6 separate regions of the Mus musculus genome follow, and regions 1, 3, 4, 5 and 6 are each linked to region 2. Evidence: chromatin contacts called from public Hi-C, HiChIP or PLAC-seq and promoter capture Hi-C data. All regions are on one chromosome and are shown on one strand. The core of a region is the stretch at or near the end of the contact, and the rest is flanking DNA. Distances in the headings are between cores, read along the strand shown. Region 1 holds the start of Smarce1 (SWI/SNF related, matrix associated, actin dependent regulator of chromatin, subfamily e, member 1). Region 2 holds the start of Rapgefl1 (Rap guanine nucleotide exchange factor (GEF)-like 1). Region 3 holds the start of Mien1 (migration and invasion enhancer 1). Region 4 has its middle 27 kb from the start of Ccr7. Region 5 holds the start of 1700003D09Rik (RIKEN cDNA 1700003D09 gene). Region 6 has its middle 16 kb from the start of Tns4.

Evidence for each region. Promoter capture Hi-C pulls out the DNA fragments that hold promoters and counts their contacts. A called contact is a pair of places that touch in the nucleus more often than the background predicts. HiChIP or PLAC-seq counts read pairs in DNA pulled down with a chosen protein or histone mark.
Region 1: a contact with region 2 is called in a promoter capture Hi-C map of pre-B cells, with 5 times the contacts expected there. The contact joins the promoter of Smarce1 here to the promoter of Rapgefl1 in region 2. A contact is called at or near these places in 7 of 39 promoter capture datasets (the 3T3-L1 cell line, cranial neural crest, frontonasal cranial neural crest and 4 more), 1 of 484 Hi-C or Micro-C datasets (embryonic stem cells) and 2 of 115 datasets of contacts at active chromatin or transcription factors (embryonic limb bud and pancreatic cancer cells).
Region 3: a contact with region 2 is called in a FOXA1 HiChIP or PLAC-seq map of pancreatic cancer cells. The contact joins the promoter of Mien1 here to the promoter of Rapgefl1 in region 2. A contact is called at or near these places in 1 of 39 promoter capture datasets (pre-B cells) and 1 of 115 datasets of contacts at active chromatin or transcription factors (pancreatic cancer cells).
Region 4: an HNF4G HiChIP or PLAC-seq map of pancreatic cancer cells shows a contact between it and region 2. The contact joins the enhancer-like site here to the promoter of Rapgefl1 in region 2. A contact is called at or near these places in 1 of 39 promoter capture datasets (stem cell-derived epiblast-like cells), 2 of 484 Hi-C or Micro-C datasets (the G1E-ER4 cell line and embryonic stem cells), 2 of 115 datasets of contacts at active chromatin or transcription factors (embryonic stem cells and pancreatic cancer cells) and 1 of 9 other capture datasets (pancreatic islet).
Region 5: a contact with region 2 is called in a FOXA1 HiChIP or PLAC-seq map of pancreatic cancer cells. The contact joins the promoter of 1700003D09Rik here to the promoter of Rapgefl1 in region 2. A contact is called at or near these places in 4 of 39 promoter capture datasets (embryonic stem cells, hippocampal neurons, liver and 1 more) and 2 of 115 datasets of contacts at active chromatin or transcription factors (large pre-B cells and pancreatic cancer cells).
Region 6: a contact with region 2 is called in a Hi-C map of regulatory T cells, with 4 times the contacts expected there. The contact joins the enhancer-like site here to the promoter of Rapgefl1 in region 2. A contact is called at or near these places in 2 of 39 promoter capture datasets (cranial neural crest and stem cell-derived epiblast-like cells), 1 of 484 Hi-C or Micro-C datasets (regulatory T cells), 3 of 115 datasets of contacts at active chromatin or transcription factors (the NIH/3T3 cell line, embryonic stem cells and pancreatic cancer cells) and 1 of 9 other capture datasets (pancreatic islet).

What each region holds. Positions count from the first base shown.
Region 1 is chr11:99,229,368-99,232,791 of GRCm38.p6, forward strand. It overlaps Smarce1 (SWI/SNF related, matrix associated, actin dependent regulator of chromatin, subfamily e, member 1), which reads right to left and starts at 1,650. Exons shown (of 11, transcript NM_020618.4): 1 at 1,035-1,650. It overlaps Krt222 (keratin 222), which reads right to left. Exons shown (of 6, transcript NM_172946.3): 6 at 3,394-3,424.
Region 2 is chr11:98,835,191-98,838,780 of GRCm38.p6, forward strand. Rapgefl1 (Rap guanine nucleotide exchange factor (GEF)-like 1) reads left to right here and starts at 1,595. Exons shown (of 15, transcript NM_001080925.1): 1 at 1,595-2,483. The coding sequence starts at 1,964.
Region 3 is chr11:98,437,321-98,441,000 of GRCm38.p6, forward strand. It overlaps Mien1 (migration and invasion enhancer 1), which reads right to left and starts at 1,668. Exons shown (of 4, transcript NM_025559.2): 1 at 1,538-1,668; 2 at 1,327-1,424; 3 at 917-993; 4 at 388-825. The coding sequence starts at 1,626. The coding sequence ends at 742. It overlaps Erbb2 (erb-b2 receptor tyrosine kinase 2), which reads left to right. Exons shown (of 27, transcript NM_001003817.1): 27 at 1-396.
Region 4 is chr11:99,126,603-99,130,192 of GRCm38.p6, forward strand. No RefSeq gene overlaps it. Among named protein-coding and RNA genes, the nearest start is that of Ccr7, 27 kb to the right of the region's middle. Within about 2 kb of position 1,374, at least 81 of the 459 cell types and tissues checked have an H3K27ac peak or open chromatin away from gene starts, as enhancers often do. A contact at or near this core is called in pancreatic cancer cells, where this site is marked.
Region 5 is chr11:98,356,855-98,360,284 of GRCm38.p6, forward strand. 1700003D09Rik (RIKEN cDNA 1700003D09 gene) reads right to left here and starts at 1,429. Exons shown (of 3, transcript NR_045477.1): 1 at 1,383-1,429. Ppp1r1b (protein phosphatase 1, regulatory inhibitor subunit 1B) reads left to right here. Exons shown (of 7, transcript NM_144828.2): 6 at 1-93; 7 at 179-942. The coding sequence ends at 216. Stard3 (START domain containing 3) reads left to right here and starts at 1,514. Exons shown (of 15, transcript NM_021547.3): 1 at 1,514-1,654.
Region 6 is chr11:99,103,182-99,106,472 of GRCm38.p6, forward strand. No RefSeq gene overlaps it. Among named protein-coding and RNA genes, the nearest start is that of Tns4, 16 kb to the left of the region's middle. Within about 2 kb of position 1,995, at least 140 of the 459 cell types and tissues checked have an H3K27ac peak or open chromatin away from gene starts, as enhancers often do. A contact at or near this core is called in the NIH/3T3 cell line, pancreatic cancer cells and regulatory T cells, where this site is marked.

The DNA.
Region 1 (3,424 bases), core at 400-2,899, 390 kb after region 2:
TGGCCAGCTCGAAACATGGACATATCTGAGCTTGTTCCTTACTCAACATAGACCACAAATGGTAATGCATAAGAGATGAAAACTTATTTTTAGAAGGATGGTGAATACACTTTTTTTTCTCCTAGTTTTCATTTTAAGGAAGTGCCTCAAATCATCAAGGTAAGAGTTTCTGATGTGGAAATAGCTAAGTTTTTTCAATTCATCTCTTTTTTTCCTTCCATCAACACCCAGTAGGCCTTGCTGTGGGGAGCCCCGACAGAAACTGTGACAGGGTCCCTGGTACCTTACACTTCACTGCTAATACTTACAAATGATTGCTCTCCCGGGCTAAGCATATAAACTCTAGTAGTGAGTGGATCTAACCATTGTGCCTGGGACGCAACTCTGTATTTATTGAATTAATTACCTTACTGGTCAGGCTTATAACACAGTCTTACTCACTAGTCACAACGACCCTACCCGATGCGTATGACTGTCCCCATTTTACAAAGGAAGAAAACAGTCTCGGGGCGATTAAGTGTCTAAGGCCAGAGACCCGGAATTGTCAGAGATGGGTTTAAACCCAACCCACACCGTCTCAGACTTCACTCCAGGCCACCCCGGGAATCCTTAAGTCGCTGCCTGAACCAAATAAAAAATAAAAATAAACAAAGGGGGGGGGGGACGACCACCTTCGTGGTGGGTGAGGATCCCCGCTGGCCTTGCCCAGAGGGTTTCCGGAGATCCTTTCCCTGGAGTTTTGTGGCGGGCGGAGGGCGAGCTTTTCTGGAAACTCCCCTGCAGGGGGTTGTGCATTGGTGCTCACCGGCGTCGGGAGTCCCGCGGAAAGGGACTACCGGCGCCTCCGAGGAGCTGTTCCGGACGGGGTTGCCCCGCCGCCGCTAGGCCTCACCGAGGCCGCACCGGCTCTAGCTCCCGCCTCGCAGCCGAGGCCGAACCCCAGCACCCCGCGGGAGCTCGGGGTCCCGCCAAGCAGAAACACCACCGCTCGCCACCCTTCCCCGACCGGGTTGGGCCCACTGGGAAACACTCACCCGCGGGCCGAGCAGGCGCCCGCAGCTCCGGCTTCGCTTCCCTTTGTCCCGCGCTCGCCCCGCCCCTCGCGCCGGAGCTTCCGCGCTCGCACTTTCCACACGCTCCCGGGAATTGTCTGCCGGCCGCGGCCGGCTCCCGGCAGACGAACAGCCCTTCCAGTGAGCACGCGGCGAGGCTTAGGGCGCCAAGGATTTTTAAAAAAAATTTCGTCAGGCTCCTGGGTTTCCTCAGAAGTCTTCCAATTTGGATCCCGTCCCAGTCGGGCGCCGATTCGTCACGGCGAGGAGGGCGGAGAAGGCTGGGCCGCGTTGCGGGCCCTGGTTCGCGGCCCGGCGGCAGGAACTGCGCAGACTGCGCGCCCGGGGCTTCACTGAGGCGGTGGGCGCCGCCGCGTGAGGCGGGCGCCGGAGGGGAAAGGCTCGCCGGAGCCTCTCCCGGGAGAGGGTGGGACGCAGTTCCCACACACCATGCACTCTGGCTTTTCCCTTCGCTCTGGTCTTCAGTCCTCCGCTGATGGACGTATGAATGGAGAAGATGGAGAATGTAGGCGGGGAGGACCCGGGTCGCTGCGTTTAGGTCCTTGCTGGCGCCCAGCGGGGCTCCCCTGCCTCCGCCTAAGCGAAAAGCAACACGGGAGTTTTGTAGTTTTCCCAGATGTTTCTAGAGGTCGAGTGATGGCGGCGGGTTTCTGCGCCTAGGGTCCTCAGATGTCAGCTCACTCCTTCCAGCTGGCATACCTGTGACAATTCACATCCCTTCCCAGGAGGGCCAGTTCAGCTCAGCCTCGCTTGTCTTTAAACAGTTCAGTGTTTCTTTGTGATGCCCTCCTGGAACTTTCCCAAGCCGGTCCTGTATCTGATACCCTCTATATGGGATTGGGCCATCTGCTATCTTGGAAAGTCTTGAAAACAAAGTTTTAGGCATCTGGACCGGACAATTTCATAATTACCAATGATTTCTAAGGGCTAGACATGTAATTGTTCAGTGAGTGTGCGTGGAGCCACCTTTCTGGACCATTCCAGGGCTATTTTTTTTTTAAACTAATTAACGAATACTTTGGCGGATTATACAAAGTAGAGAACACTTGGCTAGTGTGGGTCACGTCACGGTGGAGGAAAAATGAACAGAGCATCTGTGGTTATCTAAGGTCAATGTTAGCATCTAGAGAAACTGGCTGAATGCTGGGACTACCTGTTGGCCCTTATCCTGGTTGTGACAACAGGAAGTGAGGTATCTTTAGAAGTGATAAGTGATAATACTGTCCAGTTCTTCCATCGCCCAATATTTTCATACTCTGGTGAAATTATCGAAATGAACCGGTATTGTAAGGAAAGACTAAAGGAGAGGTTTGTTTTGTTTTGTTTTCAGATGAATGCATAGCATAAGGGAATGATCTGAAAATGTTTTTTTTTTAACACAAAGAGCATAGAGAAGGTGAATGTAGGATCCACACAATTACAGCAGGGATCCAGTGGCTTCTTCCTCTGCCCAGTAATTCCAGCCTTGTTACTTCCCGGTCTTAGCAAGGACTATGGAATGGTGGAAAAGGGGGTACAGGCACAGTGCTCCGGAGCATGTGTGCACGCGCATGCATGCTGCAAGGTGCCATTCCCAGCTGGGCAGTTAGTTCTCTGAAACTCAGCGGTGTCTGCATGCTGTGGTGGGAAAGGGCTGGCACAAAATTGGCTTAAAAAAGGGGAATTGATTGAGTTCTAAGTGGACAGCGGCATGGCATTCTTTCTTGTTCTTTTTACTTCTGTGAGGCGCTAGGGATTGAATCCAGGGTCCCGAACAGGTCCTGCAGCACTTTTCTTTCCTTTCCTTTTTTCTTTTTTTTTTGGTTTTCCGAGACAGGGTTTCTTTGTGTAGCCCTGGCTGTCCTGGAACTCATTCTGTAGACCAGGCTGTCCTCGAACTCAGAAATCTGCCTGCCTCTGCCTCCCGAGTGCTGGGATTAAAGGCGTACGCCACCACACCCGGCCTGCAGCACTTTTCAAATAATGCTGTCTACTATTATATCTCCCCAGAATTATAGGATTTTATAATTATGGTTATGATGCGTGTGTGTGTGTGTGTGTGTGTGTGTGTGTGTGTGTTTGTAGGATCTTACTACGTAGTTCAGGCTGGTCTGGAACTCAAAATCTTTCCTCTGCCTTCCACGAGCTGGGATCGCAGGTGTGTACTGTCAGCACCTAGCTGGATTTTAAAACTTAATCCTTAATTTATCTTGGAAACCAAGTTAAACCCTTCATCTCCTATCACTGGAGCTGTCTTCCTCAAGTGATTTAGCTTTGTTTGGCTTAACCATGCACAGACATCTTTGAAATAGGAGAACCCAAATACAAGGAAGCCTTAGAGTTCATGTTTAAATTTTTTTTTATTATGGTGG
Region 2 (3,590 bases), core at 345-2,844:
GATCTAGGGTGTGACCTGGACATCAGCAATTCCAAAAAGCTCCCATGCGGTTTCAGTGTGTAGCCAGAACGGAAGCCACTGCTGCTCCAGGAGGACCACAAATTAATGCTTCCTTTGCTTCTGATTCAAGGTCTTGAATGTAGTGACTGCCACTTTCTGTAACTGGAAGGGTCTAGAGTCCGATTCCCCAAGCATTTAGTTTCTAGAAGTCTCTCGGTCCCTTTTTATTTCCAGCTCCCACACCCTTCACACTCCCCAATTTTTCACCCTTCCTAACCGACAATCCCAAATCCTGCCCAGAGAAGAGGTTACCAAGGCAACCGGCTTAATCTGGTAACTGTGGCATGTGCAGAAGAGAAGCCCTCCCCTCTTCTTGGTTCCTAAAAGGTTACCTGGGGAGCTCTAAGCCACTCTGGCCAGTTCCTACTTCCAACCTTAAGAGAGGCCGAGTGTCCAATTAAGGCTGTCCAGGAAACCAATGCTCAGATCCAGCTTCATAGCAAAATCGGAGCTTTTTTTTTTCTTTTTCTTTTTCTTTTTCTTTTTTTTTTTTTTTTTGTTCCCTCTCCAAATCCCCAGATGGGTGTGCAGAGCTTTATTTCTGTGAACACATGCTCTAGCACACATGGAACTGAGTTTGCACCGACAGCAACACAAGTGTAGTACACACCCTGTCAGTTTCACCACTCCCAGCTCTTAGCATTCCTGTCCATCCATGCCTTGCTGAGGCACAGTAAACAGGGGTGGGACTTTGCCCAAGGAACACCAGCCCACCAGGAACCCGGTGCCACTCCTTCACCATGTATACCAAGCCTGGATGTGTTCACACTGTCTCTACAGCCCCATCCTAGTGGAGTGTACCCTGGGAGACAGAATGCTCTGGCGTAGCCACCAGGAGTAAGGGCAATATTTCTCCCATTCTATGGCTATATACACTAATGTGCTAGGTGATGGATGATAGTTGGCAGTTTGGGGACTTACACATCTCTTCAGTCTTGCTTCCCTTCGCTACCACCTGGGCTAAGATGCCCTTGTGCTTTTGGTCGTCTCTTTCAGTCTACTATCTCTTTTCACCCCAATTAGACCTGCCACAACCTGCTGGCCTCTGCCTGGCTCTTTCCTACTTGCCAGTACTTGCCTTACAGGGCGGCCCTGCACCACCCCCTAAACCCTATCAGAAAGGAATATGGGTACCGCCCCCAGTGCCAATACCAGTTTACCCAAGACGCCGTCCCAGCCCTTCTCAACAGGTGGAAGATAATGACCAAATAAAATTGTGGGAAAGATGCAAAGAGTTCAGCAGTCTTTATAAGCCTCACCTGTGCACAGGTAGGCGTGCCAAGGTCAAACATATGCCCTGGTTATTTGAAATGCTCAAAAGAGACCCGGTAATCAAGAGCCAGGAGTCCTCTGCTTTGGTAGATCTCTCCCTCGCCTTTGCCCTTCTGCGACTGTCAGAAACCCAAGTCCTAATTTTCCTCGCGGTCAGCGCCAGAGCCCAAGTTCAAGCCTCGCGCGGCCGGGCGGGGGCGGGCCTAAGCAGGGTAGGGGCGGGGACTGGAGGAGGGGGCGCGGTCTCAATTCTGCCACCTTCCCCGGGGCCAGGAGCGCAGCCGCCGCCGCGTCCTCAGCCTTGCGCTCCGCCCGCTGCCTCTGTCGCCTCAGCCCGGCCCCGGAGCGCTGAGACGGGGACACCAGCCCCTCAGCCTGCCAACCCTTCGGCCGCAGCCGGCATGGGGGGCCGCTGAGAGCGAGCTCCTCTTCCCTCTGGCACCTCCCCCGGCCACTGGCCACTGGACTCTGGCCAGCGAGGCTCGGCCACCTCTCGCTCGCAGTCCGACGCCTGGCACGGCCCTCGGCTCTGCTCCCCCGGCTCTGAGCATCGTGTCCCCGCCTCCCCCCGCCCGCGCCTGGGACACCTGGGTCCCCCGGCGGCCCCTAAGAGAGGGGCGGGGGGGGGGGCATGAAGCCACTGGAGAAATTTTTGAAGAAGCAGACGTCTCAGCTGGCGGGGCGAGCGGTGACTGGAGGTCCCGGCGGGGGTCCGGGTTGCTGCGGAGGGCCTGGAGGGGGTGGGGGCCCTGGTGGGGGCGGCGGTCCGGCCGGGGGACTGCGGCCACTGCAGCGGCGTCAGAGCGTGTCTCGCCTGCTGCTCCCAGCTTTCCTCCGAGAGCCCCCAACCGAGCCCGGGCTGGAGCCGCCCGTTGAGGAGGAAGGGGGAGAGCCATTAGGGGTCTCTGAGGAGCCGGGCAGTGGGGGGCCCTGTTGGCTGCAGCTAGAGGAGGTTCCCGGGCCTGGGCCGATAGGATCTGGGGTGCCCCTGCGCTCTCCTTCCTCGTACTCCTCAGATGAGCTATCCCCCGGCGAACCCCTGGCTTCACCACCCTGGGCCCCCCTGGGCGCCCCCGAGCGGCCAGAGCATCTTCTGAACCGGGTTCTGGAGCGCCTGGCTGGAGGGACCACCAGGGACAGCAGCGCCTCAGGTAAGCCTGCTCATCCATCCCAGAGCAAGAGAGCACGGGGTTGGGGGTGGGAGGTGAGGGATTGGCCCGGGGGATGCTCCCTGATTGTTTTTTCTTGTCCTCAGTGTTGGTGTAGAGGATGAGGGGAAGCCCGAAGTAATGTAGGGGAAGGGGCATGGTAATGCGCACCCACCTTCCTCCCCACATTAGCTTCATTCTAGGGGAAGAAGGGAAACCATCTCTCTCCTTCAACTACCCTCCCTCTCTCTCGGCTATTTAAGCCAGTCTCCCACGAGCCCTTGATACTGCCTACCTCCTCCCACGCCCCTAAATTAGGGCCTGACACCCTAAGGTGGACGCTTTCCCGCTGAGGTTGTACGCTGCCCTCCAGACCATAGCTGAGGCCTGAAAACCGCTGACAGGAGTCCCTGGCTGTGTAGGAGCGCCTCACTTGGTGGGGCCATGTGGATAGTCACAGAACTCGGCTGCTTTTATTGGGGATGAATTCGAAGGTCTCTAAGGGAAGATACCAGGAGACTGCAGCATCCAGAAGGCTTTGGGCCTCCGTAGCACCCACCCTTCCCATGCCATGCCTCAGCAGAGGGCCTTTTTTAAAAAAATAATAACCACACCCTGAGAAGCCTGAGATGATGCCATTTCACCCACTATGAGAATGCCAGCACCCTATTAAAGGGCTTCTGAGGAACGTAGGCCCCCACATCGCTAGTTGGAATAGATGTAGAGATATCAGGGTCTTTAGATCTAACTAGGCACTCCACTAAACCCAGAAGGGGCTTAGGGTTGAGAGACCAAGCTTGAGACCCTAAAGAGGAGGGTGTTAGGAGTTACCCTTCCTTCTCTGCAAGGCATTCTGGCTCTAGGAGTGGAGTGTCACCCTCTACTCCATTTTTGTCCTGAAGGTCGGGGTCCCCTCTTTTGGCTCAGGCTGCAGTTGCCCTGGGGAGCTGACACCTTTTGGATTTAATTAGAAAAATATCAGACACACACAGCTCTCTTAACCATAACTTCCCGCCTACACCACACACCCTGTGTCTCTATGACACATTCCCCAGGGAGGCTGTGCGTTGGACCGGAGCCTACTTTGGAAGAAACAGATGCCAAACTGGA
Region 3 (3,680 bases), core at 418-2,917, 400 kb before region 2:
TCCTCCTGGAGTGAGTGTGTAGAGATCTTCCAAAAGTTTGAGACAATTTGGCTTTGGGCTTGAGGGACTGGGGAGTTAGGATTCCTTCTGAAGGCCCTTTGGCAACAGGGTCATTCTCCGTTGGACACACTCATACCAAGGCTACCCCCAGAATACTCCGTTGGACACACTCATTCCAAGGCTACCCCCAGAATGAAGTCCTGTCCTCCCAGTGGGAGAGGGGAGCTTGTGGAGAGCATTGCCATGTGACTTGTTTTCCTTGCCTTAGAAAGAAGTATCCATCCAGGAAAACCCCACCCACTAGGTGTTAGTCCCACCCACTAGGTGTTAGCAGGGCCAGACTGACCTGTGTGCCCCCCGCACAGGCTGGACATAAACACACGCCAGTTGACACAAGCATTTGTAATTACTCTTTATTGCCAAGAGCCGACACTGCCCAGGATTCAGGGAAAATAAGTTATAGCAACCGTGGCATCTGAAAGGTATTGCCACGCTGGGGAGAGGACCAAACTGCAGAGGGCACAGATCCCGGGAGAGCGATGGTGATGTTCACAGAGAACATCTCTTTTCTGCCTTTGGCCACAGAAATGTCTAGTCCCTCCTTGTGCCCTAAGAGGCAAAGTGAAGTCAGGGTCTTAGTTACCTAGGGCCAAGTGAGGGGCTAAAGGTAGAGGGATTCCTAGCGTAACCACAAGGAAAGGTTTAAACCCCAGAACCAAGCTTCCAAGAATCATTTCTTAGTCACAGGATGACACAGGGAGGCCGGCTGTTGGTGATCTTTTCTACAGGTTCTCCATTGCTGGCTCTTCGGATGGCTTCCATGAGCTAGCGGACAGAGACATGGGCGAGTGTCATGCACAGGAGAGGAGGGTGTGTCTCGTCTCAGCCACCCTCCCGAGGTACATTAAATACTCACGTCTTTCTCATAAGGAAACCCTCCATTCTCCAGCTTGGAGAACACCAGCTGTCCATTGATCTCAATCTCGAAGGCCCCTGGTAGGAAATAAATGCAAGAACGAACTAAGAACAACAGGCAGAAGTTCAGGGAGGTCCTTGGCACCACCTCGAGTCCAAGCAAGACTGTTCATGGCCTCGGCAGACACCGATCCTGAAGCCATTCAGCCCCAAACCCCAAAGTCCTCACCCGTGCGTCTTTCCAATACGCCATTAAGAGTTCCTTCACTCCAAACCCACAGTAGGCATTTTTGCTATGTGTCAGACCCTACTAGGGGCTTTATATACAACAGCCAATGTCAGCTCTAGAATGTAGGGAGAGCTGGAGTTTTATCACATGGACTGACTCAGCAGGTGCTCTGCGGACCTCACCTGTCCCCCCGAGTCGCGACTCAATCTCAATGCCCGGATACTCCTCCTTCACAGCGCTCGCCAGCTCCAGGTAGGTCGCCTCAAAGCCGCAGGGTTTACTGGGGAGAAGAGACGTGGAGTGAGCTGGGGTTCCGGGGGTGGGGCCTCCCGTGGATCCACCCCCATCTTGCGGGCGAGCACAAGAGGCTCCTTTTCAACCCGAGTGGCTTACCAGTACTCCACCACGATGTGGACTCCACTGCCTGCTTCCACCTCCCCGGGAGGGGGCACTACGGACACCGGCGCTGGCTCCCCACTCATTGCTGCCCGCTCCGCTGCAGGGCTGCTTCCGGGTGTGACGCCACGCCAAAGTCACGTGGGGGGCGTGTCCGTGGGCGTGTCCGGACCTCGCTTTGCGTCGGGGCGCCCTCTGCCGTCAGCAGGTACTGCTACATCTTGATCCAGCTGCAGAGCGAATATCCTGGACCAGCACTGATCCTGGGTTCTGAGAGCTCATTGGCATCCAATGCTCACAGTCATGGATTTGCTTACTAACGAACTGCCTGTGATCACAAAGCTATTTTCCATTTACAAAAGACAGAGAAAATGGGGCAGGCGGCCGAGGTAGCTGATGGTCTGTGATTGGTGTTGCTATTTACCTCTCGAACGATGATAGCGTTTGAAACCACACCATACTGCTTTTCTTTCGAGTTCTTTTTTTTTTAACTTTTAAGAATATTTTAATTACGTATATATGTGTATAAGTGTGAATTTATGCATGCGAGGGCATCTTTAAAACTTACTACATTTATTTATTAATTTGTGGACGAGTGTGTATTGGAGGTGGGGGCCATGCCATAGCATGCTTTTGAAGGTCAGAGTACAGCAACTTTCGGCCTCCTCCATCTTATCATGTGGGTCCCAGGGATTGAACTCAGAGTATCAGATTCTGTCTCAAAGGTCTGTCTCTTACAGGTCAAGCGTCTTCATCAGCCCAGAACTCTAGTTCTTTTGACTCTGAAGTGCTGACCCCCACTTTATGCACACTCCTCATCCCTGCCTCTTGCTAGAGGGCTAGTGTCATTGAACTCAGTTTGTAATTCTGGAACTGCAGCCTGGGTCCTCCCTGTCTCTTCCTTCCCTGAAGCACCACTACAGTATCGTAACAAGTCACCCATTCTGGTGTCCCTTGAAACTGTTCATTGTTGGGTCGGTCTGTGTTTGCTGAGTTCTGACGTCATCCCATCTAGTTATAGGATATTTCAATGGATCTAAGAAGGCCTTTCCTGTTTGCTTGCAGCTTCCAACTCCAGCCCCAAGCAATCGCTGCTCTGCTCTCTAAACTTTTCTGGACATTTCACATAAATGGACTCTTGCAGCATGTGACGTTTGCTCTGTTGTATCAGAGCAAGCCTCCATCCAGTGCTGTGTCCCAGGCGTTCCTTTCTATTGATGAATACTATTTCATTCTGTTGTATAGAAAAAGCACAGATTATTTGTCTATTAACATTAATCTGGGTTTCTTTGGGTTGTTTGTTTTGAGTAAATGTCTTGTAGATGCCTTTGTATGGATGTGTTGCCATTTCTCTTAAGTTCCTTAGAGTAAAATTAAAACTACTGGGCTGCGAGAAATTTATATTTAACTCTTTATGGATTGCCTACCTGCTTTTGTTTTTGTTTTTTGTTTTTGTTTTTTTTTTTCTAAGCAGCTGTAGCATTTTACACCACCAAAAGGGCACAAGGAGTTGTTTCTTCATAGCCACCACAAATACTGGTTGCCTGTCTCTTTGATGATATTACTTTTTTTTTTTTAGATTAAATTTATTTATTTATTTTATGTATATATGAGTAGACTGCAGCTGTACTGATAGTTGTGAGCCATCATGTGGTTGCTGGGAATTTGAATTCAGGATCTCTTCTCACTCCGGTAGACCCTGCTCACTCTGGTCGGCCCGCTTGCTCCAGTCTAAAGATTTATTTATTATTATATCTAAGTACACTGTAGCTGTCTTCAGACACCCCAGAAGAGGGTGTCAGATCTCATTATGGGTGGTTGAGTGCCACCATGTGGTTGCTAGGATTTGAACTCAGGACCTTCAGAAGAGCAATCAGTGCTTTTAACCACTGAGCCATCTCTCCAGCCCTGATGATAGTTATTCTTTTAGGTAATGCAATAGGCCATCTTTTCAAGTAGTCACATTTTTGCTGTTGGTTTTTTTTTTTTTTTTTTTTTTTTTTTTGAGACAGGGTTTCTCTATAGCCCTGGCTGTCCTGGAACTCACTCTGTAGACCAAGCTGGCCTCGAACTCAGAAATCTGCCTGCCTCTCCCTCCCATGTGCTGGGATTAAAGGCCTGTGCCACCTTTGCCCATTTT
Region 4 (3,590 bases), core at 124-2,623, 290 kb after region 2:
CGGGAGTCACAGGACTCCCATGACCAGCCAGGAGGCAGGAAAGTACAGGCCTGGAGAGTCTGTGGTGGAAAGGGGTGGAGAGGTGAGTTGGGGGCCCACCAGGAAGGCCTGGAATGTTGAGATAAGGGCATGGAAATCGGGAGTCATGCCTGCTCTCCAGGCAGTGAGGTCCAGGAGAGTGGGTGCTTATGGGAGTAAGAAACAAGAAATGGGGGAGGAAGCTGTGAAGATGGAGACTGAGAAATGGGGGTTGAGGGGGTGGGAGAGGCAAGCAGAGGGGAAGGAGAAGGGACAGGATGGGGCCTTGACCAGACCTGCTGTTCACTCCTGGGTTCCCTAGGCCTTCATCTAGCAGCCCTTTACCATAGGGTTCGCCTGCTTGGGGCCCAGCTCCCTACAGCCCTGCATGCAGGGAGAAGTCTTATCTCCCCTTTCTCGGCTTTGTTCTCCTTCCAGGAAGGAAGTGGCTCTGGAGGCCTGTGGGTGGGACATTCCTTGGCTTTGCTTACTGTTCCCAGATTTTTCACGATTCCTGGTGACAGAGCTGGCATCTCTAACCAGCCTTGGAGAGGGGCAAAATCCTCAGGAACATGCTGAACCCCAGGGAAGCCAGAGCCCTGTCTTTCAGCTACCCCAGCCCCCTGGGTGCAAAAGCCACCTGCAGAGGGCAAAGCCTGGGCTTAAGAACAAGCTGGGGGCACAGGGATCGGGAAGAGAGGAAAGAGCCCTGCACAGGTTATGAAGTGCCATCAATGAGGCTGTGCCTGTAAGGAAGGAAAACTGACCTTGGAGGAGGTGACATTTGTAATGGCCCCGTGACATCGGTTTCTACTGGCTGGGGTGGTAAGAAGAAATCGGGAGAAGGAATTGGAAAGTAGGGGAGACCCAGGGCTTCTTAGGGGAACATGAATTGGTGCAGGTTTTAGCTGCTAGGTAGGAAGTCAAGGGGACCCTGGGACGTAGTGGGGTCCAATGAAGGAAAGTTAGGATAAGAGCCTTGAACTTCACTGAGCAGACCCTCTAGCTTCTTAAGGCTTCTGGTTAGGGGTGAAGCTGTACCAGAAACTCCTCTGTATTTAGAACACGTCTCCCAGCTGCCTCTGTCCTGACATGGGATCCTTCAGACTTTAGGGCATTTCCAGAAGTTGATCTAGGGGCTGCCTTGCAATTGCACAGACCACATCGAAAGGCCAGAAGACTTGGGGACAGGAAGGTGCCACTCTGCTCTCAAGAATCAGTTCAGGTTCACCCAAAAGGCCTGTGGTCGTGGGAAGCATCAGGCTAGCATGGAAAGAGAACCAGGGAGGCTGGGGCTCGGCCCACTTCTCGGGCTGGGACCTGGGCGTATGAGTAAGCACCTCTGGCCCTTGGTTTCCTCAGCGTGTGACATGGCCGACAGCGTTGTCTGTGGTAAAATGAGGTCACTGCTTTGGTCTACTCACAGTCGTGTTTAATAAATATTAGTTTCCCTCAAATTGGGACTGGCATGGGTGGGGAATGAGGGTGGGTCAGTGATCCGTGCTGCAGATAGCTCAGCTGGGGACAGTGTTAGGGAGGCGACTTGGATCCTTCAGACTTGGCCCTGTACTGTCTGGGCGGAGTGATGTTCCTTCTCGGGCCTCCCTGTCCCTTCCTGCTCCTTTGATATCAAGAGGGCCACTTAAGGCCCCAGTGTCTGTGCCATTCTTCCTGTTTGAACAGCAAGTGCCACCCAACCGACCTGGCAGGGGTTATCTGGCTCTAGAGGCTGTGGGTCCCTAGGAGAGTTGGACTTGGCACAGGGTAGCAAGGGAGGTTGGAGGGAGGGCCTCAAGCCCAGGCTGGCCCAGCACTAGGGCAGACATCCAGGCCACCAGCAGGTGCTCCCTGGCTAATTTGCTATCTCCCTTTCTTTCGCTGGCTTTCCTGGTACTAGAGTCAACAAGAGCTTGTAGGACAAAACTCACTTGCCAAAGTATGTGAGAAGCGGGTGTCGGGGGTGCCCCTCTGGCTCCTCTGCTGTTCTTGGAAGGAGGCTGAGCAGACTCTTGGCCTCCTGTCTCCAGACTTGGCAGGTGGCAGTGGTACCAGACCCGTCTTGGTCCTAAATCTGGCCCTGCATCTCATGAGCTGGGTGATATTGTGTGTGGTATTAATTTCTTCCAGCCTCAGTTTCTTCCAGCTTACAGGTTCCTTGGCTGTAAAATAGGAATAATGTCATCAGTATTGGGAGAATTAAATTGCTAATAGTTGCAGAGTTAACATAGTGGCCAACACAAATCAGGAGCCTTGGAAGCATCGGTCTTCCTCCCTCCCTTGTTCCCAGATCCCTTCTTATCCCTCCCTCCCTCCCTCCCTCCCTCCCTCCCTCCCTCCCTCCCTCCCTCCCTCCCTCCCTCCCTCCCTCCCTCCCTCCCTTCTCTCTTTCTTTCCAGTCGCAACTCTGAGATGGGAGACCTGTTGGCAGGTACAGGAAGCCCCTCTCTTCATAGAACCCCTCTGGACCTCCAGGCCAGGAGACCGAGTATGGAGTTGGCGACCTGACTCCTGGGTGCAGACTTTTAATCTAGGGATGATGTTCATTGTAGCACGACCACTTCTGGGCACAGGCTCTTCTGTAACACTTGTCCTTGAGCTTCACTGAGGCTAAGACAAACAGGTTGGCCAGCTGGAAGAGGAGGAGGTTGGAAACTAGCTGGCCTGGGCCTTTTCCCTTTCCTGGGACTAGTGTCTTCTATCAAAACTCAACAGTGTGGATGGCCCGGCTCACTCTGCCAGCCAATTCAGGAAGAGCCAGAAGCTAATTCACACTCAAATGTTAATAGCAATAAATGAATCAATGATAGTCACCCCCAGGGGTGTTGATGGCTGTTAATGACTTTCAGGTTCTGCTGGCTGCTTTCAGAACAGCTCAATTCCCCTGAGCTACATCTGTCTTGGGCTTAGTCATTTAGCACTCTCAGCCCTCAGCTTCAAAGGCTGGGAGCTCAGGGAGGCTGGCTCTGGAAGAGTATGGGGTCCAAAGAGGGGGTCTAAAACTCTGATAACCAGAGGACACGAGCCAAGGGCCAGGGCTGGGACAGGAGCTGGCAACACTGGTATCATGGAGGTCGCACCATGGAAGTAGTGGTGGAAGAGAGGGTACAGCGCGGAGTCACTCTGACTGTGTGATGAGCTGTTGCATGTTGCTCTCCAACACGGGTGATGTCTGTGTGTCTGTCTGCCTTATCAGACCCTCTGGACACTTCAGATGCTTTTGGCTGGTGGCTGTATCCAGTAGGTTACAGCCTCCTTGGGGCATAGCTGGAAGCTCGCCGGGCAGGACATAGCTCTTAAGAACTCAGTCCTGAGTTGAGCCCAGTACTATATTTCAATCTTATTGGGGTGGGAAAGATCTAAGGGTCATGTTAAGATGCAAATTCTGGGGGCTGGTGAGATGGCTCAGTAGTGAAGAGCGCTGGATACTTTTCCAGAGGACCTGAGTTTGATTCCCAGCAACCACATGGAGGCTCACAACCTTCTGTGATGCCAGTTCCAGGGGACCCGACACCCTTTCTTGGCATTATATATACCAGGCATGCAAGTGGTGCACATCTATACAAGTGTGCACG
Region 5 (3,430 bases), core at 179-2,678, 480 kb before region 2:
TGGAGGGGCCCTGGGAGCGCCCACCTCCTCTGGATGAGCCCCAGAGAGATGGAAACTCTGAGGACCAAGTGGAAGGCAGAGCAACACTAAGTGGTGAGCTTTGGAGTGTGGGCTGGGGAGGTGGGTGGGAACCTCATGGGCCAAGCCTGGCCTTGAGTCCTCTTTATTTGTCTTTCAGAGCCTGGAGAGGAACCTCAGCATCCCAGCCCCCCCTGAGCCTGGCACATAAGCTCAGAGCCCTGTATCTCCCAGGAGGAAGTGTTCCCCAGAAACCCACTCTGTCCCCACCCTCCTTTGTACCCTGTCTTTCACCTGCTAGGGCTGCGGCTTCTGACTTTTAGAAGACTAAGGCTGGTCTCTGTTTGCTTTGGCTGAAGCCCAGAGTCCCCAATGCCTTTCCCTGCCAGTCATTCTTCTATTTACCCGGTGGGAGTAGGGAGGTGAGAGAGCCCACACTGGAAACCCCAGAAGGCCATAAACAACCATTTATTCTCCACAAGTCCCCTCCCTCTCCAGATTCTCTCCCCTGGGCACAGGAGACCCACAGGGCAGGTCCTAAGATCTGGGGAAAGGAGGTACTGAGAGCCTACAGGTGCCCTGAGATCTCCTCCTTCCCCTACCAGTGGTGGGCGTTGAGTCCCCAACCCTCTCATAGACTTCAACCAGGGCTCAGGTCTCACGCATTCTTTGCAGAGCCTCAACATGTCCCTCCCTTAGTATCCCATTCCTGCTGGGTGCCTGCAAGATGGACTGGCAGAGGCTGCTTGCTGCGTTTTGTTTGTGCTTTGGTGCCAGGAATGCACTTACTATCTGTCCTTAGGGGGCCACACAGTGGGGGGAGCCTGGTTCTCCTTGTCCTCCAGCAACTTGGTTCCCTTCCCCTTCTTCCCTTACTCTAGGCCTGAACCCCTCCTACGCTGTAATAAATCTTTGTAAATAATTGTCCTGAGACTCCTCTTTCAGGGGAGGGAGGAGAGACCGGGAAGTAATGGTATGTTCTGACAGGAAAAATGGTGGTTATCTTAGGGTCAGGATCTTGCCTCTCGTGTCCAGCCCTTCCCAGGAAGGAGCCTTTCCTGCAGGCTATACGCATGGCAGACATACTAGCTCCTGAGGGAGATGGCTAAAAGCCAGGGGAGAACAAAGGTCCTTTAAATATGTGTGATGGATGTGGTGCTGCGCGTCAGTAATCTCAGAACTTGGAAGGCTGAGTTCGTGGCCAACCTGAGAACGTCTCAAAAACGAAAAATGGATTTCTCCAAGGGACTTGTGCTCACAAATCGGCCCTCACACAGTTCCCCTTCACTCCACAGTGTCAGGCCTGTATGATCTAATAACCAAGACACCCTGGGGTTTTATCCCTTGCTCCTGCACGGTCTTACACAGTTTAACTTCGGTTGTGGCTCCGCTTCCGGACCTCGTCTCCGAGAGAGGGGCGGACCGGGGCGGAGCTTCAGGGTCACACGAATCCCGATTGGCTTTGGGGGCGGGCTCGGGGGGGCGGGTTGGCTTTGGGGGCGGGCTCGGGGGGGACGGGCTCAGCGGCGGAAGTAGCGCCGCCGGGAGCTCTCCTTCCGCTCTGAGGAGTTGCCAGGCCGTGGAGCGGGACTGCGGCTGAGGCAGGAAGAGTGGGGGCCGTGGTGACATGAAGCAGGTGGGTTGTGCGGCGGTCGCAGGCACCGGGCGGTGGTACAAGAGCTGTCTCTACCCGACGGATCCCGCTTTCCTGCCCGGTGTCCGTCTTTGGTTCGGTCCGACCCAGCCCACACCCCTCGCGCTCCGGGTTCCGCCCCCTTCCTCTCCACTCGCTGCTGCGCGCGCAGGGCTGGGGAGGGGGTGTCTTGGTCTTTACCCGAGAGGGTCCGGAGGACGTCTGCGGCCGCTTTCCTAAGCCTTCTTTATAGTAAGAGGAGAGGCAAGGAGTCGGTATCTAAGTATTATGGGGGACAGAATTGGGTGTGGGAAGGGGCCAGACTCAGGGAAAAACATACTAATCGGCTGCCTCTCTGCCACCCGCTGTTTCCCACAACTTCCGTTGGAAACATCCACGCATAGCTTCCCAACGATATCAGAAAGAAGGCTCTTTAAACTCTTCTCAGAAGTGCTTGCTACTGTTGGCTTTCATTCCTGACATACTTCCACCCTTTGACTCCCCAATATTTCCTGATTTTTCCTCTTACCTCTCTGACAAGAGGGCAGAAGAATCTCTTTACGTTCACGCTGGCCCAACCCGCCTCACTGTGCATTGATCCTGGATGGCCTCATCCACTGTTGTCGCATCAAGTTCACGTTCACTGAATATTCAGATGGACGATAGCAGCACATCCCCTTCCTGGGCTCCAAATTAGCTGCCTGTCAATTATGCCTATGGGATACCTTCACTTTGGGATGATCTCACAGGTTTCAAACGTGAGCTGATCTTTTCTCTGTAAATTTATCCTTCCACTCTTGTCTTATCCAGGAGAAAAACTCCGGAATTGCCTTAACATCTTTTAACCCTGTTTGCTCAGAGGTGCCAGTATAGCTAACTCCCTGAACCTTCTCTGTCACTACCCTTGTTGACGTGTCTCTGGACATTTCCAGCAGCTTGTGGTCCTAATTGCTTGCAGGCAAGTCTTCAGAATCTAGCTCTTGCAGACTTTTATATCACGAGTCTGGTTATGTCACTTGCTTGCTTCCCATTGCCTGTGGGGAAACGACTGTGTGCTTGTTTACTGTAAGATGTGCCTGGCTCACATAGGGTTCTTCGTGTATATAGCAGCACCTCTTTCCTCTCTGATCTGCTGGGCCTCCTCCTGATGTATCCTTCAGGAGTCCTGCTCAGAGAGCACCATCTCCACACTGCCCACCTCCATCTCAAAGGCTGGCCGCCCTGCCCATCTGTGTCCTCTGAACACTCTTAGTGTCATAGCTGACATATAGACCCATGCACCAGCCTGCTTGAGTTTTGATATTGTTTTGAGACCTTGATGAAGTCAGTATCTTCCTTTCCTCTTTTGGAAGATGGAGATAGTAATGTGCCTACCTTGTATAGATGTGAGAATGAATGAAGTACTGTGTAGTGTATGCATCAAGGGACCAGGCCTATGAGTGCCTAATGAACACACGTTAGTTAGCATGTCCTGTGTAAGAGCACTCTGGCTTGCTGGTTATGAGTTAATTTCATCGGCTGCGTGAGAATGCTTGGTGTGGCTCGCTTCTCATTCTGTCCCTGGGTCCTAAGGTGAAATCCTGGACTCACCGGGAACAGGATCTGGACCTACTGAGTGGAATGCTATTCAGGAGTGGAAAAGATCCAGCCTTTGTGGTTTTGTTTCCAGCACTGCCGGGAAAACAAACAAACAAACCAAACCAAACCAAAAACCATCTTGGCACACTGGTGGCACACACTTTTAATCTCAGCACCTGGGAGGCAGAGGTAGGTGGGTCT
Region 6 (3,291 bases), core at 745-3,244, 270 kb after region 2:
CTTGGCGTTGATCTAAGCCCTGCCACTCTGGTCATGGGATCTTAGGTGGTCACCTCTGTGACTGACCACACTCTCCTGGCCAATCCGGGTCTCTGACAGACCCATTTGAGGAACTTGACCTTGGACAGAAGAGAAGAACCACAACTGGGGATACGGGGGTCAGGAGTGGGGTGGGATAGGATTTGCCAGTCTCCAGGCTCCACAGGCTGAGCCAGAGAAGCACTTAGCAACAGCCTTAGGCCTTTACAAAAATGATTTTTTTTTAAAAAAAGATGGATCTTGCTAAGTTGTCTACACTGGCTTTGAATCTTCAATTCTCCACCCACCTGTCAATTAGCTGGATTATGGGGCACACTGTGATCCCCAGCCGGAGTCATACTGAGGTTGAAATGAAATGGACCTGGGATTAAGACGTCTACTAATAAAGGAAAGCACTCAGTCTTAGAAAGAAAGCCATTTGTCCTAAGTCATGCTGGCAGAGTGCATATCCACCCCAGTGTTCATGAAGCACGGACTTAACGCTCAGAGGAGTGGAGAGGCCTGAGGGATTTCAAGCTGGGCAGGACACAACAAGATGTGTGTTTTGGGAATTGTTGTTTGTTTTGTTTTCCAAATCAGGGTTTCTCTGTGTAGCCCTAGCCGGACCAGAACTTCGTCTCTGTAGACCATAGAGATCCGCCTGCCTTGGCCTCACGAGTGTTGGATTAAAAGTATACACCACAGCTGGACGTGGTGGCGCACGCCTTTAATCCCAGCACTTGGGAGGCAGAGGCAGGCGGATTTCTGAGTTCGAGGCCAGCCTGGTCTACAAAGTGAGTTCCAGGACAGCCAGGGCTACACAGAGAAACCCTGTCTCGAAAAACAAAACAAAACAAACAAACAAACAAACAAAAGTATACACTACCATGCCTGCCCGTGTTTGGGAACATTTTTCTTGGCTGTATCGGAGCTGGGGGAGTGATGGGTAAAGTGTTTGAGAAATAGTAGCTTTAAAAATGTCACAGGGCCAGAGACTTGGCTCAGCGGTTAAGAGCACTAGCTAGCTGCCCTTCTAGAGGACCTGAGTTTGATCTCCAGCACCGGCATGGTGACTTACAACCATCTATGACTCCAGCCTTAGGGGATCTGATGTCGTCTGCTGTCCTCCAAGGGCATCAGCACCTATGTGACACACTGACGTATATGCAGGGGAAATACATATACACACATAAAAAAAATTAAGAAAATTGAAAAAAGCTTATTCTAAATTGTGTGCGTGTATGTCTGTGTTTGTGTGTGTGTGTGTGTGCCTGTGTGTCTGTGTTTGTGTGTGTGTTTGCGCGTGTGTGCTGGGTTGTACACATTTAAGTGCGGATGCCTGTGGAGGGCTAGAGAGAGAGCATCATTATCTCTTGGAGTGGAGATACAGTAGTAGTGAGTGCTGGGAACCAAACTCAGGTCCTTCCTAAGAGCAGGACATAGTCTTAACTCCTGAGCCACCTCCGAAGCTCAGTGGTTCTCAGCCTTCCCAATGCTGATCCTCATGTTGTGGTGACACACACCCCACCCCCCAAGCATAAAATGATTCCGTTGTTACTTCATAAGTGTAACTTTGCTGTTATGAATCATAAGGTAAATATCTGATATGCAGGATGTCTGATGCTCGACCCCTGTGCAACCCACAGGTTGAGAGCCGCTGCTTTGTTGGCTTCTGTGCTGGGTACAAAGGCTGGCAGTCACTCATGGCCAGGGCTGCAGATGGTGGCTTGAAGCCTGTTGAGACACTGATGCTTGTGAAGTCAGAGGCATAGAGGATGATCCTCTTTACACAACTGCTGTGCCCTCCGGGCATAACACAGTGCCCGGCACCCAGACCTGCTCAATCAATGCTTGTTTAACAGCTCTCTCATATTTTCAAATACCAATGATTAAGAGAATCATTGGTGAATGAATTGCCTACCCCACCCAGACGGGAAAGTGTGGCTTTGATCAGGTTCTTCCGTTTCTGAGAAAACCACCATTTCCTGTGGCTTTGATCTGAAGCCCTGATTCTCAACTGTCCCGCCCCAGCCAACAGCTCTAGCTTACCATTTCCTGTTTTCTGACCATCTTATCTCTCTCTCCAGCAAATGATCCTTGGCTTTCTCTTTCTAGGTGACTCCTTCTAGGCAGCCCCCCTCCCAGCACTCCCCCCCCTGTGCCCCCACACCTCTAGCTCTTCCTCTCAGTGTCTCTGGGACAAGAGAGATGATTAACTAGATTAAAGGTGCAAGGCCTTCCTGGGTCTGGCTCTAAGCCTCCTGCAGGCAGAGGTCAGGACTGGGGCTGGGTCTTGATCCACATCCTGCAGGAGGGTGTTAGGGATAGAGGTTTGATGGAGACAGAACAACCAGGAATGTGTATAATCTCAGACTGTGATGGAGCTTGGAGCTTGGAGAGAAAGTTACATTTCAGACTTTGGAATATCAGGGAGGAGTCCCCCAGACTAACAAAAACAGACCAACCAACAAACAAGAAACCCCGAAGACAGTAGGTGTTAGCTCTGCAAAGAGGGATATGGAGGAGCGTGCAGGTGGTAGCAACTGCACGTGCAAAGGTCCTGGGGTAGGTAGGAGAAGTGGTAGCCTCTTAAGGGCTGAACGAACACTTAGTGTAACCTACATCACAAATGGTGAAATGAGGCTAAGGAGGTAGCCTAGGGCTAGCCCTTGAGCACCAGGCTAGACACTTGGCTTTATCCCTAGATCAGTGAGAAGCCACAGAACATCTGAATAGGCATTGATGTGACCCTGTGTTTTGAAAGGCCCTGCGTGGCTACCAGACAACAGGGCAAAGGGTCAAATGAAGAGGGAGATCCAAGGTTGTAGCTGCTCAGAGGCAGCAGAGGCAGGATGGTGGTGATGGAGGAGGAGTTCTAGGCACATGATTTTTGTCTGGAGATCATGTTGTCAGTGGGCACCCTCAGGTGTCTGCCCTAGGGAGCCGGAGAGCTTCGCTGGACTTTGCCTCCCACTGGGTGAGCCAGACAGGCTGAAAGGGCAAAGTCCCGAGGTATGTTCAGGTAACACGTGCAGAAGACACATGCAGCTGTACAAACTGGGACCCTGGGAAAGCCTCCATCAAGGTCTCCCCCACCACTTGTGTTTACAGCATTTTTGATGCTAAGGATCTTTGTAACTCCTAGGGCATGCTCCCCCACGTCCTAGCAAAGACCCATTCCTTTTAAAGCCTCAGGCAGTCCTGAGCTGAGGGTTGCTCCTGGAGGGGTCGATGGGGCCAGTGAGAGGGGCGTCCAGACCTGGTCTCCTCTTC